2 separate regions of the Triticum aestivum genome follow, and region 1 is linked to region 2. A link is a contact called in public HiCAR-type data. All regions are on one chromosome and are shown on one strand. The core of a region is the stretch at or near the end of the contact, and the rest is flanking DNA. Distances in the headings are between cores, read along the strand shown.

Evidence for each region. HiCAR-type assays count read pairs that join an accessible place to other places.
Region 1: a HiCAR-type map of leaf shows a contact between it and region 2, with 5 times the contacts expected there. The contact joins the promoter of LOC123166103 here to the promoter of LOC123167484 in region 2. A contact is called at or near these places in 1 of 5 Hi-C or Micro-C datasets (leaf) and 1 of 1 datasets of contacts at active chromatin or transcription factors (leaf).

Annotation. Positions count from the first base shown.
Region 1 is chr7D:232,379,765-232,383,795 of IWGSC CS RefSeq v2.1, reverse strand. LOC123166103 (BTB/POZ and MATH domain-containing protein 1-like) reads left to right here and starts at 2,174. Exons shown (of 2, transcript XM_044583866.1): 1 at 2,174-2,301; 2 at 2,438-3,516. The coding sequence starts at 2,301. The coding sequence ends at 3,516.
Region 2 is chr7D:231,917,425-231,921,514 of IWGSC CS RefSeq v2.1, reverse strand. It overlaps LOC123167484, which reads left to right and starts at 2,455. Exons shown (of 2, transcript XM_044585324.1): 1 at 2,455-3,401. The coding sequence starts at 2,565.

The DNA of each region.
Region 1 (4,031 bases), core at 925-3,424, 460 kb before region 2:
AGAGAGGGTGGGGCCAGCCTAAGTGGAACACAGACTGTGCATCGCCTAAGAGACGGGCGCTGCACATTACAAATGTGACGCCTAAGCCTTAGGCGCTGCAGTGCTGTCTGTGGGGCCGCAACTGGACCAGGGCTGCCACGCTGGTAGGAGGTGTGACGCCTAAGGCAGAGGCGCTGCATAGTAGTGTGCGACGCCTAGCTGTCGGGCGCCACACGGAAGGGTCAGCAGAGTGAAATTTTTTCAAAAGCAGGTCAGTTTGTGATTTAATTTTGCCCTTAGATCAAATATGTGATTTCTGCCAGAGTCGAGTCGTTGACGCCCTCCGGATTTAAAATTCCGGCACCCGAGCAAGCTGGCGCCACCACACGTCCACCCGTACCCCCGAGACTGTCAAAAGCGGACTGACGTGAGGTCAGCCCATCCTGTACCAGGGGCGCTGGCCCACCTGGCGGGCCCACGAGCTGCACCGGATCCAAGGGAGGAAGCTGCCAAGCCACCGTCTCCCGGTCTTCAGCCACAACGGCGGCGAAAGTCCGGCCGACCGCCGCGCCCGCGTTGCCGCGCGAATTGTCTCCACGCTGATCACGCACCCCGTATTGCGAGTCGCACCTGCGCGTCGACCCTCCTCTGCCCAAATCCATGTCTGACTCAGGCACACCACTCTGACCGCTCCCTGAAGAAGGCACCGGTGAGAAACCATGGCTCCTCCCCGTCGGGGAAGGAGGTGACCGCGGCCAGATGAATCAAAACTCGATACTGCAAAGTCTTCGGCAAAAAGGCCTCCCGCTGCTCCTCCGGCTCCAGCACCGCCAGCCACCTGCGCGTGGGGATCGTCTCCGGCTCAGCCGTCCAAGCAATCAACTTGAAGGATGCCAGATCAGACCGCAACGAGGTCTCCGACGCGATGGACTCAATGAAGCACGAGCCGCCCAACAGACTCTCCACCACCTCGAGCTCCCAAGCAGGGGGGGTCCCTTCCAACTCCAGACTGACCCTGGTCCTTAGCGCCGCGAACACTGCCTGGTTTTGCCTGATCCATCGCCTGAACGCGACCCTGAGCCCTCTGAACTCCAGCACCGGCTGTAGACCCACACCGACCCGATCCTCTTGCCTTGCAAACACAACCAGAAAATCCTCCGGCGAGTACCTATGAACGGAGACTCTGTCAGGCGCGATGCCCCTCTTCTCTTGCAATGCCTGGAGCACCAGCTCCGACGAGAGCTCGGACCTGTCATCATCCACGTAGACCACCATGGCGTTGTGAAGCCTGCCCTCGAGCTCGGCCATGGCCCTGGATCTCCGGACGACGCAAAGCTCAGCCGGCTCCGACTCCATATCAACCGACACCTCCAGCCGCGGTGGCGCAGGACGGGGCCACGCCGCCGGCGCAAGCGCTGCCACGGGCGACGAAGCAGAGGGCGGCAGAGCGCGCGAAGCCGACAAGGGCAGCCTGGACGGGCCCGCGCGCACGAGACGAGCTTCTGGCAACCTTGGCGACAACATCACGCCGAAGCTCCTTGACCGGCGACGGACTGCGCGGCCTCTTGCACTGGCTGGCGATGTGGCCGGGCAAGCCGCAGCGGAGACACACCACCTTGTTAGTGCAGTCCTTGAGGAAGTGCCCCTTCTCTAGACACTTGAAGCAGCGATCTCTCATCTCCGGCGAGACCTCACGCGGCCAGGCGACGGGCGCCGCGGGGCCTCCACCGGTGGCCGCTCCTCGCGACGACGCTTCCAGAGAGTCCTCTTGGACGCAGGCACCGGCTGCCACGACGAGATCCGCCGCGACGGGCCGCCCTCGGGACCCTCCACCGGCCCCACCAGCGGAACACCGGCCCCGGCCGAGCTCTCCGACGCAGACGCGGACGAGAGCCCCAGCCCGGAGACGACCGGCCGCTCACCCTGGAAGGACGAGTTCACAGACCGCGGACTAGAGGCCATGCGAGCGCCGGGGAGGGAGAAGAAGGGGAGGGAAGGAGACTTGCCGCGCACGGAGGGAGGGGAAGGGTGGCCGCCGTAGCCGGCGGGAAGGTGGACGCCGGCGTCGGAGTGACGCACGGCGGCGGCTCGGCGCTCTCGCATTAGAAAACCGTCAATACTCTATTTTGCTGCCAGATCGTCTTTCGACGATTCGGCGGCCTCCACAGCCGAGACAAAACCCTAGCGGGGAGAGAAGCGACTAGCGGCGGCGGCCACGAGAGAAGGCGTACACACGACAGCAGGTCGGCCGAGCTGCCTGATCAGTGATCGCCACCATCAGCAGGACTGCCGCCGCCACCTCGGCGGTCAGCAAGCCATTGAGTGAGTGCTTGTTTTGCGCTCTTCTTAATTTCGATTGTTGAATTGTTTGTGAGTTTCAGAATTGGTGTACTACGTATTGGATTGGCAATTTGATGATAAAAATTCTAATTTAAATTACTACTTAACAATTATTCAGTGAGCAAGAGATCTAAGATATGGACTCCAACGCGGACCACCATGGTGGGTTCTGCTGCTCTCCAGCTCAAAGTAGACTACGAGCAAATCAAACAGCTTCCCACGGGCACGGCCGTCCACTCAGACGTCTTCTCCGCCGGGGGGCACAGTTGGAGGATTGACTGCTACCCGCATGGGTCCGATAAGTCCGACACGGGCGAGTGTTTCTCTATCTTCGTCAGGCACATGAGCAAAACCAGAAGAGTCAAGGCCATCGTGGAGGCCTTTCTGATGGACAGGAATGGCGAACCATGTAAATCATTCACAAAAAGGTCATGTGTTCATGACTTCTCAATCAACAACGTCGGTGATGATAAAAATTGCAGTGGTGATGATGATGACGATGACGGTGACAACTGGGGGTGGAGCAAGTTCGTCGACAGAGCTACTTTGGAGAAATATTACGTCACATTTGGGTGCACCGTCATGGTCTTAGATGACGGCTCTATTCCCGTGCCACCTTCAGATATTGGGATCCATCTCGGCTCCGTGCTAGATCGCAACGACGGGACTGATGTATCATTCATCGTCGAAGTTGAGACATTCCGTGCGCACCGGGTGGTGCTTGCCGCCCGCTCACCGGTATTTAGAGCAGAGCTCTTCGGTTCCATGGCTGAGGCTACACTGACATCCATCACACTACATGACATCACGCCTAAGATATTCAAAGTTATGCTTCGATTTCTATACACTGATGAATTGCCTGCAGAAATCGAGCTTGGTGATTCTTCCAGTGAGATGTTTCAGAATCTAGTTATTGCAGCTGATTGCTATGCACTTGACCGCCTGAAGATTATTTGTGCTAAAAAATTATGGGACAATGTATCGATAGATACAGTTTCAACTACTTTAGCTTGCGCCGAAACGTATAATTGTCCTCAATTGAAGAACAATTGCATTGACTTCTTGTTACTGGAGGAAAATTTCAAGGAGGCAGCGCTCACTAAAGGTTTTGCATTGTTGGTTTTGAAATTCCCATTGATCATTGCTGAGCTCAAAAATAGGGTTAGGACATACCATAGTACTCCCTCTGTCCTATAATGTAAGACGTGTTTTGACACTAATAAGATACATCGACATATATAGTTTTGGTATTTAAGAATATATGGCTTTAGTGTCGTGTTTTGGAATATTGATCCGTGGTATCTGGTAAGCATTTTGGGGCATTTATTTACCTTTATTTCATGAGCTTGGAGCTTGATCCTTAAACTCATCTTATTGCATGATCATAATCTAATCTTGCAGGGCGAAGCTTGGAAAAATATATCCAACATAGGTGTCACACTTTTTATGTTGACTGGTGTAAGAGTATTATGTCACTTATAAAAAAGATAGTTAGAAATCATTTGTGTCATTTGACCTCAGGGACTAGCTCCTGCATCACTTGGGCTTAGTTGCTACCGAGTTACATTCAGAAATGCAGGGTGGGGTGGAGGATAGATAACTCAGATGCAAAGCTAATGATATTGTGCCCAATTAACAGTTTATTTGTTTTTTATGTTTCCGATATCTTGGATAAGTCCTCTCCTGAAGTTTTAGCTCCATGGGTACTATTT
Region 2 (4,090 bases), core at 1,206-3,705:
ATAATAGTGGATTATCAGAGTGATTATACTCGAGATTTTGAAGCCCTTCATAAGGGAATGTTAGTTACCAACCATTGTTGCAAACACCCTTGTCCAACCTTTTCCATTATACGACTTCGATGCCAAGTAAATTTATCTTCAAGGAACCCCATGACCTCTAGATTAGTGTCATTAGCTCCTCCTAGAAAGCTTGCATTTATCCGGTTTGATTCCTTCTTCTTTTTCACGATCAAGTAGTATCACATTGAAATCACCCATCATTAGCCAGGGTAAATCATGTTGGACCTTTAAGTAACTCATCCGTTCCCATGTCGTATGTTTCTCTTCCAGCTTGAACCCACCATACACACTGGGGAACGTCCAACTCTCTATTCCAAAATAAAATAACACTAGCCTTCCTTCCATCGCTAGGATTCACCATAACCGATTCCATATGAAGACAACGATACCAACACACTGTCAAGAAGGGTTCTAACCGTGTCTCCGAACAAAAACACCAATGAGTTAATCTATGCTAAACGTCCAACAAAGCACAAACTATAAACGTTTCCCAACCCCCTGTAGTTTGAGGTTAAGGCTTGGGCGTTACTCCATCACGGAGCCCGTCGATTTTGAGTTTCCCAAAGCGTTCATGTTTCCTTCACAATTGCCGGGTCTCTTTTTGGGGGTGGGATGGGAGTCTGGCTGGGCAAATTTGGTGCATTTGGATCATCAAAATGTTACACCAGCCGCCCGACCTTCACAGAAGTGCCCTCATGCGGTGACAAAATAAGAAACACTCTCTTCCTTTTATGTTTTGCGTCTAGAATATCCGTATCACCCCCTTCTTTGTTGCTTGCATTAGTCAACAACAACTCCAACTATTTTTCGGTGTTTTAATAAAGCTAACACGCATTCCACTTTTCCTCCTCTAAATGTCTTCATGGCATTGGACCTCATTCTCTCCCCTGTCAAAATCATCCTCCCGTGTGTTGTGCATAAAACTGAAATGAGCCTCTGCCCTGATTGCTCCGTCCTTTGGCGGGTCCTCGCTTGTTGCATCATCTTAGAGATGGTCACCAACTCCAATTAGCGCGTAGATTCTTGAAGACCAGAAAGCTTGCAAATGGATGCCATCGCCATGCTTCTTGAAAATGTGCCCAATCATGATGGCATACTGAGCAACAATCACACAATTGGCTTCTCACCATGTATGACTAAAACTTTGTTCTTGAGTGGCTTTCGAACATCCAGTTTAATACTCATGCGAAAAAAGTTTATTGAAAATCCTGAGATGCTTACTCGGCAGTAACAAATCCACCAACCATGCTAGCAAGGGTTTTTAACATATCGATAAACCCGTCCAGGAGGTCGTGAATCAGAATTCAAATATTCACATGACGTAGCTTGGATGTGGATGGCTTTGCAAATCCATCATAAGGTGCTAGAACTAGGGCGAAGCCTTTGTATGTCCATGGAACCCCTTCCCTCTCCTTTTCCTAGTCACCTAGACAAGAAAACTGCATTGTGTAAAGGTTCTAATCTACATACTTGATCTTCACTTCTTGAGCTACGTCCCATGACACTCGCATGTTCTTGTAAAACCAAAACATACTCCATTCTCTGTTCGTGTGCATCCGGGCTATAGTCGTCCAACGGGTTGCCTTCATTCGTGGCGGCGCCTCATTCTCAAACACAACATTGTCGAAATAATCTTCATTGAGGCATAATTCCTTCATCATTGCTTGTAGATCGCCTTGGTCCATCGCCGCAGCCTTCAAAAGTCTCCACCGCCATGAAACCCTAGCCCGAGAGTAGCTATCGAGCTAACATACTAACCCCTGATCAGCATGAGAACCCTAACCAAGGTCGAGCGACGATGCACGATCACCCCTACTCCAGCCCGAGCGAGGACCAAGCAGGAGAGGGCTGGGAAAACTCAATACCAGTGGGGGAGACGAGACGCCGAGATGGCAGAAACCCTAGCGGGGAGGGAAGTTTGGGCAGCCCTCAAAAAAAAAAGTTTGGGCAGTCTACAGATACATGAGAGCGAAATGCATCCACATCCGGATCCGGCCTGCCCTAATAAACTCGGATGCCTTTTCGCTCGGGCCCACCTCCGTGCCATAAAATAAGCAGGGCACTATACAACGCAGAGTACGAACACGCATTCCTCCGCTCCCCACCAATCGAGTCGCGAGACAGTTCCCTTACATAGAACTACTCCGACGGGACGGACCCTCGTAACAGGGAGACGATTTCGCGAACGCAAAGCTCATGCAGTTTACCGACTCGCCCGGCCTCGACTTGACCCACCCGCAAGCTAAATGCATGGGGCCCAGGGGCCGGTGAGACGGGTCCAGAAACACCGGGTCTAGGGCTCTAGGCGGCGGCCACTGCTGTCCGCCTCCTCCTCCTCGCCCAACTCGCGTCCGCCTCCGTCTCCGCATCCACTTATAAAAGCCACCCGCCCTCCCGTCGCCTCCCTCTTTTCCTGTATTTCTGCCAGAGAAAAGAAAGAAATCACACCTCCCATCCATCTCAGGGCGGCGGCGTGCGCGAGTTCGTCTCCTGCGGCTCTCCCCATGGCGGAGTACGACGAGCAGGGCATGGCCATCGCGGCCGCCGAGATACTTCTCAGCCTCCGGACCAGGAAGCTGGCCCGGTGGCCGGAGTGGGTTCCCCGGCCGTCCAACGACCTTGCCCCGGCGGCGGCGGATCTCCAGCGGCCGGAGGATGCGGAGGACGAGCTTCCGCCGATTCCGGAGCGATGGCCGAAGCGGCCGCGGTTGTCGCCCCGTGCGGTGGCGAAAGGAACCGCGTGGCTGGTGTCGTGGGAGAGTCCCTTTGCGCGGCTGGGTGAGCCTGTTCTCGCCAGATCCGGCGCGTGCTCCAGCGGGGAGGAAAGGGCGCGGTCGCACCCGCGCGTCACGAAGGCGAAGCGCGCGCCTTTGGCGGCGCGGAGGCCGGAGACGCCGCCGTACTACGTCTCGGCCACCGGATCCGGCCCTTCCACGAGCGGCATGGACCGTGCGCGGTCGCGGCGGCGGCCGCGCGTGAGCGAGAAGGCGCAGGCAACGGCGGCCGCGTGGACGGACGGCGCCATGGACCGTGCGCGGTCGCGGCGGCGGCCGCGCGTGAGCGAGAAGGCGCAGGCAACGGCGGCCGCGTGGACGGACGGCGCCATGGCGGCATCGAGCCCGGAGACGCCCTTCGACTACGCCAACGCCGCTGGATCAGGGGCGTCCTCGAGCGGGGACGAGGTGGCGCGGTCGACGGCGAAGCGCAAGGCGCAGGGGCCGGGCGGATCCGGAGTGCCTTCCAGCGGCGACGAGGGGTGCAGCTCGCCGGCGAAGCGCGCGCGGGCGGACGTCTCCATCGCCGGCGCCGTGCAACCCGCGCCAGGCGCGGTTAAACTTGAGGTGAGTTTTTTTTCAATCGCCTCGTCGCTTTCTCATTCCTTGCGGTTTATTCGTCTCGCTTTTGGACTCTGGAGGCCTTTCTTGCATCCCAATCTTGTTTAAGTCGCGTGAATTGCAGCAGTATTCCCCCCTCGGTTCTGTGAGACTCTGTCGAGGAGGTTCCTTTGCCGTGATTTTTTTGGGGTGTCCCATCGTTGGTGTGTTCATACGTGTGGCGTGGTGTTCTTCGTTTGAATCTGGGGGCTTATTGTGATTCTAACCGGATAGTATGCGCTGGGTAGAGGATGGAGTTCTTGTGTTCCGGCGCCGGAGAGGATAAATCGTTCATTCTCTGGCAACGGACTCGGGCCTCCGGGGTCGTTTTCGTGAGCGTATGGCTTTTGTGTGGACCCTTGGCTTGGCCGTTGGCACCGTGTCTAGTGTAGCTGGAGGTAGCCGATGGGCGACGGGGCAGGGTAGATAGATGGAGTAGTTCTGTTATACGCCGCATTTATCGCTTTTATTTATTCCTCGCCCCATCCAATCAGTAATAGTAATAGGGGAGAGAAAAATACGAAGTAGCAAGCGTGAAATCTTGAGTACTAATTTCGTGAAGTCGATTATTGCGGGGTTTTGAATTGGAAGGCGAATTGATTAATTATTGTGTGTGTCGTTAGATACGGATTTGGCATTACTCCTACTCAATTACT